Regions from separate parts of the Mus musculus genome. Here all the other regions are linked to region 1. Evidence: chromatin contacts called from public promoter capture Hi-C data. All regions are on one chromosome and are shown on one strand. Each heading gives the region's core, a stretch centred on a gene start, on an enhancer-like site or on the middle of the called end of the contact. The rest is flanking DNA. Distances are from core to core; before and after follow the strand shown. Region 1 holds the start of Ric8b (RIC8 guanine nucleotide exchange factor B). Region 2 holds the start of Nuak1 (NUAK family, SNF1-like kinase, 1). Region 3 holds the start of E230014E18Rik (a long non-coding RNA gene). Region 4 holds the start of Platr7 (pluripotency associated transcript 7).

Region 1 (2,510 bases), core at 8-2,507:
TCAAATATTTAATTTTTTGAGATGTTGAGTGAACCCAGATGAAATGTAAGTGGCTGGCACAGAACTAACACTTGGAGAATATGTGCCTCCATCACCACTGACTCCATGGATACTCTGGTTGTGTGATATTTACATCTTTGGGAACGACCTGGATTCAAATCTCAACTTTCTCAATTACTAAGTGCAGAGCTAATTTCCCTGGGTTCAAATCCCAGGTATGCCTCATTAATTCTGAGCTTCAATTTCTTCATCTGGAAAATAGAAATAAAATATATATGTATATATGTACATACACACACACACACATATACATACATATAATATAAAATTATATATACATAATCTAATAATCTATCTCCAAATAATATCTATATAGATATATAGATCTCTCCAAATTTCTTTATCTGTTGTGATTCCTTAGGGTTCCACAAAGAACTGTGTTCAATTTCCCATGTTGCTGTAGCCTAGTGCATAACAGGACTGCAACCGGGTGAGGAGGGTGAGCATTCCAGAGACGGAAACCGCTAACTGAGCATAGAGGGAACTCAACCTGGCGCTGACAGCCACTACCAAGGGTCGGCCGTTTCGCCATCGTCAGTAAGTCCAACCAGCCGCGTCTAAGTGCAGGTCAGAAAAAAGAAAAAAATAAAAACCAAAAAAAAAAAAAAAAAAACCCAAAAACAAAAAACCCAGTTAAACCCCAGTTTAGACCCTCCCACCAACGAAGGGTCCCTCCGCCTCTGGCCTCCAGCGGTCGCAGGATTCTGGTTTCCGGCCTTTAGGGAACTACATTTTCCAGCATGCCCTCTGGAAAGAGGGAAGTCTTTTGCACTGGATGACTACCAATTCCGGCATGCTATTCAGTTCACTAATAACTCAGATGACAGCGTGGGATGAGCCCATTGCATGTCGGGAATTGTAGTGTAGAAGCGGTAGGCTCGCAGATGGGCGGGGAACAGCCCGCCAGTTCTCGTCCGCTATGGGGGAATGATTCATAGAGTGTTAGGAGAGACAGTTCTGCTCGTGGAAGCCCGCTGCGAAGCCCAACTCTTCCCCAAGGCTGGCAGACCTAGGGGAGTAGGCAGGGCCTGGGCCTGACTCAGTCTCTGGTGGCTCCTCAGGCCTCCACCAAGCCCCGGGCCTTGTCAGGGGAGGCCTCCGGGCGCCGGTTGCTGGGGGAGCGGTGACGTCGCGGGGTGAAAGTTGAGGGGCGGTGACGTAGGGCCTGCCCGGGCGGAGGCTGGCGGGTTGGAGGCTGGAGGGAGGGAGGGAAGGAGGGAAGGAAGGAAGCTGGGAAGGAGCGAGGTAGCGGGGGCGCGAGGCGTTTACCTGGGAGGCAGCGGCTGGGGCGCGCACAGCGGCTGCGGCTCCCCCGCACCTGCGGCCATGGATGAAGAGCGCGCCCTCTACATCGTCCGGGCCGGCGAGGCGGGGGCTATCGAGCGGGTCCTGAGGGATTACAGCGACAAGGTAAAGAACTCTGGCCCCGGGCGTTCGCTGTCTTGTCCCCCCTCCCCCCGGGCCGCCTTCGGGGCTTGCACTTCGCATCCTCCCCATCCCCCTCATTCCGGGGATGCGCATTGCTCTCCCCCGAAAACGTTTCCGGCTTGGGCATGCGTGTTTGTGCCCCCAGCCTTTCCCACTCGTTCATCCTGCATCTACCCATTGCCTCCACTATAATGCCCACTCCGATTTCTGGCCCAGCAGCCTGTCCTGTGGTCTTCTTCCTAAACGTGCAAGGCACACCCCCAGAATCTGTAGATGCGCGGCTGCCCAGTGCCCCGTTCCTGGATGCATAAAATGCATGCGAGGCTTTCTCACCTGTATAGTGTGAAAATACATGCTTCTCTGCATAAACACGGCCCTTGTCATGCACAAAACATATCAGCAACGATGGCAGGTCTTTGTGTACCTGTACCATTGTATGGTTTACCAGGCATTGATGTCTTTTATGTGATCTCCTTTGATATCCTCCAAGTGCTTATAAAGTAGATGGTATCAACCTTCCCATTTCATAGATGAGGAAACCGAGGTGCAAAGAACTGAAATCACGCCCCAAGGTCATGGACATATGTTGCAAGTGGGTAGAAAATCCAACTCCTAATAATACCTGTTATTTGTATCGCATTAACAGCTTTTCTGTTCATTATCTCATTTAATCTTGACAGCAATCCTGTGAGGTATTATCTGTGTTTTGCAATGGAGCCTCCAGATGGGCTAAGTAACTAGCCCAAGGTCATTCCTGGGAGCCAGAGCCTTCCCACCTAGGTTTTCAAACTATCCATTCACTGGTCTTTTGCTACAGTGATCGGTATCTTATTATTAATACCACTTTCATCTCTGGAGGAGCTCTCTCTCCAAGTACCATTAGATCTTCCTTTTCCTTTCAGCAGTTTCTCATGTTTGCTTTAATAAGTAGCCTACCTAACACCTTTAGGCTGTTTGGGAGACTTGTATGACTCTCTTCTCTGAAGACCCATCCATCACCAAGTTACACCATATACCTAACA
Region 2 (2,510 bases), core at 6-2,505, 480 kb before region 1:
CTGAAGCCAGGACCTGGTAAGGCAAGCGAGCCTGCTGCAAATCAACTCTGGGACTGAATGGCCACCCCTGCCAGGGACATGTCATGCTTGCCAGAGGCGGGAATGCAAGCTGTCAAGAAACCTCAGACATTCAGTAGAAGCTTTTAGGTTTGATAGACAGGAGGAGTCTGTCTTTTGCAGCAAGAGCAGCATCAGGGTAAGCAAGCATCCCAGTGGAAAGGAGAAGTGGGACTGCAGGTAGATGGGAAAGAAGCGGGGGTCCTGAGCAACTACAGGACACCACACTTTCGAGCCCAGCTTCATGGCTGATAATGTAGGTCTTTTTGGAGTTTGTACAAATAAGGAACTCCCGGACAAGGTCTGAAGGTGTGTCTTTGGGGAAGACCCCATGTTCTCAAAGCTGCAAAATGTGAATCCTAAACACTACTTTGCTAGCTGGGGTAAAAAATAAAAAAATAAAAAAGGTGGGGTGAGAGAAGCCCCCAAAATATGTGCAGACAAGATGTAACAAGTGTTTTCGGAGATATACACCTGAGTCACGGGGTGCTGAAAGGAAAGTGAGGAGTCTGACTGGGGGCTTCTGCTGAAACCTTTCTAGAGAAGGGAGCCCCGGTGGCGTGGTGCCCCCAGACCGTCTCCCCGCCCCCATCTTGGGCCACCAGGGAACCAGCTCGAACCCCTCCAGGAATTTCCCTTACTCACCACTCGGCCTGAAAACCTCTCGGTGGCTCTCTTGACTTTGCCGTAGGTACCTTTGCCCAGGGTCTCTTGCAGCTCATAGCGATGCTTCAAGTTGTGTTTGTGGTGATGTCGCTTCACCCCGTGCGGCTTCCTGGGCTCCACTGGGGCTGCAGTCGCCCCGGCCACCGCCTCCAGCGGAGAGCCCGGCAAGCCGGTCTCTACAGCAGGGCCATCCCCTGCCGCGGACACTGCCGCCCCTTCCATGACCAAGCGCAGGGCGAGCCGAGTTGGAGAGGGCAGGTCCCGGCACAGGGGCTCGGGGTGGTCCCCACCGAGGGAAACCGGGGTGCGTTCAAGGTCGCCCCCGCAGCAGCATTGCTGAGACGACCCGACCTGGCTCTGGCTGCCGCTGGGGCACTAGCGGCGGCGGCGGCGGCGACTGCACATCTGGCGTCCCGGGCGCGCACGCTCGGCGCACCGCCCCCTGGCCAGCCGCGGCAATCTGCGGAGCGTCCGGCGAGGTGGCAGCGATGTCAGGGGAGGCGGTGGTGTTGGCGAGAAGGAGGGGAGAGGGTGGCTCCGCGCGCTGGAGAGGAGTGTTATGTGGGGCGCCGCGCCCCCCGCCCCCGCGCCGGGAGGACGCGCAGACGGGGCGGGGCGAGAGGGGAACGCGGGGCGGGCGCCCGGGTGTCCCCACCTCCGCGCCGGGCCACCGAGCAGGGAGGGGGCGGGGTGCGTGTCGTTGTTCACTCTTTGTGCGGCGCGGCGCAGGCCGGGGCGGCGGCCCGGCTGCTTTGTCCTCGCCGGGTGGGGACGCAAGGTCCCGGGTGGGTCGAGGTGGAGGGGTTGGGGATCGTCAGTGCTCTTGTCCCCTCCCCGAGCGTCCCGCACTCACCCTCCGGAACTACTGCGGGCCGTCCGCAGCTAGCTTGGGCCGATCGGCCTCGGATAAAGGTCGCAGGTCCCCGAGGCCGCAGAGGCGACAACGCACAGAGCCAGGCTCACGCTCTGTGGCCCGGGGCTGTAGCCTCCTGGGCCACCCTTCTTCATGTTTGTTATGGTGTGGCGGAGGCCGCCAGGCTCGCTGGAGCAGGGGGAGGCTGGGTTGAAAGGAGGCCCAGCGGTGTTGGGTTACCGGCGGTGAGTCACAGTCCCCTCCAGCCGCCGAGGCCCTGCAGGCCCCCAGCTCCGGCACGGTCAGGGCAGGGCCCTCCTGGAGCAACCGCGGAGCCTGGAAAGTCCCCGAGAGGGATGCTTCGGAACCCCGGCTCTCTCAGGGAGAAAGGCGGAGTCAGGAACGAAGGGAGGCTCGAAGGAGGAACCCGGCCCTTCTCCAGGGCTCCGATCTCCCGGTAAAGTTCGGGAGTCCAACAGGGACCAACACCTAAGAGGAGGGAAGTGGGGGCCTGGATGGAGCTGGGTCCCCTGAGCTGCCCAGCGCCATTGGAAAGACCCCTTTCCGACAAACCAAGGCTCTGAGATAAGCCTAGGCCTTGGCCTGCTGAGCAGTTCCTTGTCCAAGCCAGAGGCCACTTGCAGGCCTCTTGACCCCCTCAGGCGATGGGAATTTTCCTTTGACTAAAACGGCCAGATCTCACCCCACCAGGTGAAGGTCAGGCAGGAAGGCCTCCCAGCAAGGCTGCCCTGGTTCTCCTGAGATGAAGGGAGGAAAAATAAGACATGAAAAAATTAAAGGTATCTTGAGAAATTTTTTAAAGTAATTTCACATAAATTACATTGTTCCACACTAGGGTGGGAAGACCGACCAGGAAGAGCATCTGGTGTAGTCTCCAAGTACTGGCACTTCCTTCTGCAGCCCTCAGGTTCCT
Region 3 (2,510 bases), core at 5-2,504, 400 kb before region 1:
CATCACTTTCCACAGAACATGACCAAGTACCCCAGCACAGGTGGCTCTGCCCTCACCACAGGCCCATTGCCCAATCGGCCTTGCTCAGGGTGTCAGGAACCAACACGCTCGCCTGGCACAGCCTAGAGGAAGTGCCACACCTTTTGCAGCAGCTCTGATCCTTCACTTGCTGCCCGGCGCTTCCAATCGTTACTTAGGCTGGCACGGGGCCAAGACAAGTAACCAGGGAGGAGGAACAAGGCCCTGTCTTGTCTCCTGAACCAGTTGGTCTGAGCAGTTTGGGTGAACAACTTCCTCTCTCTGAGGCTGTCTCCCCATCTGGGGAAAAAAAAAAGACGAAGGTTTAATTTGAGCCCCTTTAATCTTTACTATGCAAGGCCTGTTTGTTGCATGGTCTGTCCCTATCAGAATTATTCACGTTGATTGATCGTGATTACAGGCCCACAGGGACTGGTGGTGAGTCGGTTATCATGGGCTTTCTGATTTACACTATCGTATGTCTGATGCGTGAGTTTTCTCCCTGTGTTTCTTCTCCTTACAAAAAGTGACCATAGGGCCAACTGTCTTGATATGCTCCTTTGATCCCAGGACCAGTCTGAGGCAGGAGAATACTGTTAGTTCAAGACCAGCCTGAGGCTGCATAGTAAGATCCTGCAACACCACACACACACACACACACACACACACACACACAATCACACACACACACAATCACACACCCTTTAACTGGGAAATTTCCCTCACATACAAAAAGGGTCATGGAGTTAATTAAGGGCTGGAGAGATGGCTCGGCTGCTCGGCTGTTAGGAACACTTGCTGCTCTTGCAGAGGACCCAGGTTCCATTGCCAGCACCTATGTTGGACAGGTCACAACTATCCACAGCTCCAATTCCAGGGAATCTGACACCTTATTCGGACCTCTGAAGGCCTGGACATGTGTCAGATGCACACAGACACACACACACACGTAGAGCTCCAAGTAAGCTCAGCCTGCTTTCTTATAGAGCTCTAAGTAAATACAAGTGTTCTTTGCTTAGCACAGCACAGTTAGACACTGATGTACTCACTAACTGAAAAATACATAGGTGAATAGAGTTTTGCTTTCAGTCTTCCATTTTTATAGCACATCATTGGGAGGGGGGGACTTGGTTCACCACTTACTATGACCAGGAAATGTTCTGAACAAAGTACTTAGCCTCCTTGGAGCCTTCACCTATCAAGAAACGGGGCAGGGTGGGGCAGGGTGGGTTGCTAAACATAGTGCCTCCCTGTGTGGCTGTCATAAAGCCTTTAGAAGAATGACTGTGCATACTCAGTACTCAGGAAGTGTTAGTTACTTGGTACGCCTCCTAGAACCAAGCATGGTAACTTCTCTGCAGATACAGAGATGAAAGACCCAAACACGGAGGGTGCCATCCAGCAAGAAAGCAGTCATGCAAGCCATTGTAGCACAGAGGGAAGAGGCTTTCCGACCAGCAGCCTGGAGGGTGGGGTCCTGGGTGGAGCATTCAAGTCGGCTTAGGGTTCAGGTTCAGAGATGGAGCAGTCTGATTAGGAAAGGAGGAAGATGCTGGAGATGTCATAACAGAGGAAAACAGCCTCATGAGATCCCCAGGAGCTGATGGCAGGAGCCAGCCAGAGGTAGGCATGGAAGATATAGTGGGAAGGGGACACAGACAGACAGACAGACACTTGGGAAAGGCTGTGCTTGTGATCTATGGGGGAGTCCCCAAAGACAAGCCAGAGACAGGAAGGGCAGTGAGGCACAAACACCTGTCTTCATTTCTTCCGGCCATTTCCTGTTTCCCCACTGGACCAGGATTACAGTGAAGGCAGGACTCCATCTGTCTTGCTGTCTGTCTCCTTCATGTGCAGCAGAGTGGTGTTCCGCAGTATCATGAGCCATGAACCAGGCTGCTGGTGATTAGCCTCCGATCCCCAGTTATGGGGGTAAAGAGGAGGCTGGGAAGAGAGGGTGGTGGTGTGTTAAGGCTTTATCCCCCGTGATGTGGAAAGGGAGAGTGTCCTAGTTAGGGTGAGCATTGCTATGATAAAACACCACGGTCAAAAAGCAAATGGGAAGAAAAGGATTTATTTCAATCACAGTTCTGTATCAACTGTACATCGTCAAAAGCAGTGAGGGCAGGAACTCAGACAGGGCAGGAACCTGGAGGCAGGAGCTGATGCAGGGGCCGTGGAGGGGTCCTGCTTACTGGCTTGCTCTGTATGGCTTGCTCAGCCTGCTTTCTTTTCTTTTTTTCTTCCTTTCTTTCTTTTCTTTTTCTTTTTCTTTTTCTTTTTCTTTTTTGAGACAGGGTTTCTCTGTGTAGTCTTGGCTGGGCAGTGGTGGCGCATGCCTTTAATCCCAGCACTTGGGAGGCAGAGGCAGGTGGATTTCTGAGTTCGAGGCCAGCCTGGTCTACAGAGTGAGTTCCAGGTCAACCTGCTTTCTTATAGAACCCAGGGCTACCAGGCCAGGAATGGTACCACCTGCCATGGACCACCCCATT
Region 4 (2,510 bases), core at 9-2,508, 360 kb before region 1:
CCACTCCCTGTGAGCCAAGCATTCAAAGACATGAGTCTAGAGGGGGGTGGGGGGAGGCAGCAAACCTATTCAGACCACCACAGGGTTAGGGTTGGCTAGCTCATTGAATGTTACCCAGGCTGAAACTGCTTTCAGTATTCTCTCGGGCTCTGTTTTAGCCGAGCCTACATCCTATGATACTGTCTGCAGTCTTCTGAGCTCCTGTCAGTGTTGGTATTTTGACATTCACAATATTATCTTCAAAGACTCTAATCACAGAGCCCCATAACACGCTAATATTGATGAAAATTTTGAAATATTATGAGAATAACCAAATTGTAACACAAAATTAAATGAGAACATGCCTTATGGGAAATGGCTCTGGTAAACTGCTTTACGGGAAATGGCACTGGTAGACCTGCCTTGGAAGATGCACGGTTCCCAAACCTTTCACTTAAAAAAAAAAATCACAATTTTCAACCTGATAACAAAATCTAGGTAACACTGTTTCTAAATAAGCAAATTATCTGAACAGATACTTTTCAAAAGAAGAAATACAAGTCTGGAACTAATAGAAAAAAATACTTACCATCTTTAGCCCAGAGAAATGCAAATACAAGCCACAATGAGATTCTATCTCCTCTCAGAATGACTACCAAAAACAAAAACCAAAAAGGTGGTAAGCATCAAAAGAGAGAAGGTAGAGAAACATATAGAATGAATGTCCATTGTGATTCTTAATTTTTAAGATTTTTAAAAATTATTATTTATTTTATGTATGTGAGTCCACTATAGCTGTCTTCAGACACACCAGACGAGGGCATCAGATCCCATTACAGATGGTTGTGAACCACCACGTGGTTGCTGGGAATTGAACTCAGGACCTCTGGAAGAGCAGTCAGTGCTCTTAACCGCTGAGCCATCTCTCCAGCTCCCATTGTGGTTCCCTAAAATCTTGATCTTTATATGACCTAGCTTTCCCACTTTTGAGTATATATCCAAAGACAACTAAAACAGAGTATCAACAAGATGTCTACATGCCCATGTTTAATCATGACAGTATTCATAATAGCTAAGACACTAAGTGACCCTAAGGGCCCTTTAATAGATAAAGAAAATGTGATCTATGTTCACAACAAAATATCATTCAGCCATAAATAAGAATGTCCACAACAAGATCCTATTGCAGAAAACACCACACCTGGTAGTTGTAAGCATGATGAAACCGAGCTGGAATTGAGCTGGAATGTCTCCCCTGACTTGCTCTCTTCAATAGTGCTGGAAAGTGATGTGCAGGTGGCTGGGGTTTGGGCATGGGGGAGTTGTTAAGGCTACCAACTGTGTTACATACCTGTGTACACTATATGCCATACTATTGGTCTGCCAGGCAAGACATGCCTGTGCATGCAGTCATGGCATGGTTGCTATAGAGGTAAACAACTGCTCTCTGATTGGACTTGAGGCCTGCACCACAGGAAGAAATTCATATCTGCTACTGTAAACAAGGTCAAAAGCCCATGGCCCAGGAGGTCATAGGCCCTAGAGGAGAAGCTACTACTGTTGTTCCTAAATGAGCTAGGAAGCCCCAGAGCTAGCTAGCTAGCGAGGTTTCCCACCAGTACTCTCTGGATATGATTAAAAGCCCTTGCCTCAAAGAATATGGTGAAAGAATGGTTAAAACTGATTCTAGACATCAACCTTAAGCTCCACATATGTACGCATACATGTGCATGTTTCCACACATGTGTGTCCACACACATGCAAATACCTACATACTACACACACATATAACACACATACACAATCACACACACAGAGGACAGGACAGAGAGAGGTTGGGGGAGATGTGAATAGAGGTTGGGTTTCATTAGTGCACACTGCATGCATGTGTGGAAATGTCACACTGGATGCCATTAACATGTATAATTAATATATGTTAATAAAAATGAAACAATTCTCTGAAAATGAAATTATCTTAAGAGGACAGTAAAGTGAAGTGCAATAAACTAGTTGTACCAGTTCCTCTCTGCAGCCTGGGGAGGGAAGGTCACCTTCTCTCTTCTCTCTCCCCTCTTTCCTTCTCCCTTTCCTTCCAGCTTCAGTCTCTCCACATGACGAGATAAAACACACTAAAATTTCAAAATCAGTGTCCTGAGGAAATTTAAGGCCTTACCCAAGATCTCCACAAGTTGCTTGGAAACATCTTTTCTGAAGTTTACTATCCTAGCCACTTCAGACTCCATGAACTTGTACATTGAGATGGTCTACCTTCCCGTCTCTGGTCCTATGTGCCTATGCAGGCAATAGTGACATGATGCTATGAAAGCAAACAACTGCTCTCTGATTGGCTGTGAGGCCTGCACCACAGGAGGAAATTCATGTCTGCTACTATAAACAAGGTCAAAAGCCTATGGTCCTGGAGGTCATAGGCCCTAGGGGAGACTGTTATAGATGGAACAGCAGCCCTTCTTCAGTCTCTATGGAAACATCCCCCACGCTCACTTAGAAGGCAGTCTAAATACATAGATATG

What was found. Promoter capture Hi-C pulls out the DNA fragments that hold promoters and counts their contacts. Capture Hi-C pulls out chosen DNA fragments and counts their contacts.
Region 2: a promoter capture Hi-C map of pancreatic islet shows a contact between it and region 1. The contact joins the promoter of Nuak1 here to the promoter of Ric8b in region 1. A contact is called at or near these places in 1 of 115 datasets of contacts at active chromatin or transcription factors (extraembryonic endoderm stem cells) and 1 of 9 other capture datasets (pancreatic islet).
Region 3: a promoter capture Hi-C map of adipose tissue shows a contact between it and region 1, with 3 times the contacts expected there. The contact joins the promoter of E230014E18Rik here to the promoter of Ric8b in region 1. A contact is called at or near these places in 3 of 39 promoter capture datasets (the SN4741 cell line, cranial neural crest and pre-B cells), 1 of 484 Hi-C or Micro-C datasets (the C2C12 cell line) and 1 of 9 other capture datasets (adipose tissue).
Region 4: a promoter capture Hi-C map of the C10 cell line shows a contact between it and region 1, with 3 times the contacts expected there. The contact joins the promoter of Platr7 here to the promoter of Ric8b in region 1. A contact is called at or near these places in 1 of 39 promoter capture datasets (the C10 cell line) and 1 of 115 datasets of contacts at active chromatin or transcription factors (bone marrow-derived macrophages).

The regions. Positions count from the first base shown.
Region 1 is chr10:84,916,356-84,918,865 of GRCm38.p6, forward strand. It overlaps Ric8b (RIC8 guanine nucleotide exchange factor B), which reads left to right and starts at 1,258. Exons shown (of 10, transcript NM_183172.2): 1 at 1,258-1,470. The coding sequence starts at 1,387.
Region 2 is chr10:84,439,413-84,441,922 of GRCm38.p6, forward strand. Nuak1 (NUAK family, SNF1-like kinase, 1) reads right to left here and starts at 1,256. Exons shown (of 7, transcript NM_001004363.2): 1 at 703-1,256. The coding sequence starts at 945.
Region 3 is chr10:84,516,449-84,518,958 of GRCm38.p6, forward strand. It overlaps E230014E18Rik (a long non-coding RNA gene), which reads left to right and starts at 1,255. Exons shown (of 2, transcript XR_003948929.1): 1 at 1,255-1,641. Gm34405 (a long non-coding RNA gene) reads right to left here and starts at 1,214. Exons shown (of 4, transcript XR_380642.4): 1 at 1-1,214.
Region 4 is chr10:84,552,080-84,554,589 of GRCm38.p6, forward strand. It overlaps Platr7 (pluripotency associated transcript 7), which reads right to left and starts at 1,259. Exons shown (of 4, transcript NR_040658.1): 1 at 1,181-1,259; 2 at 569-631.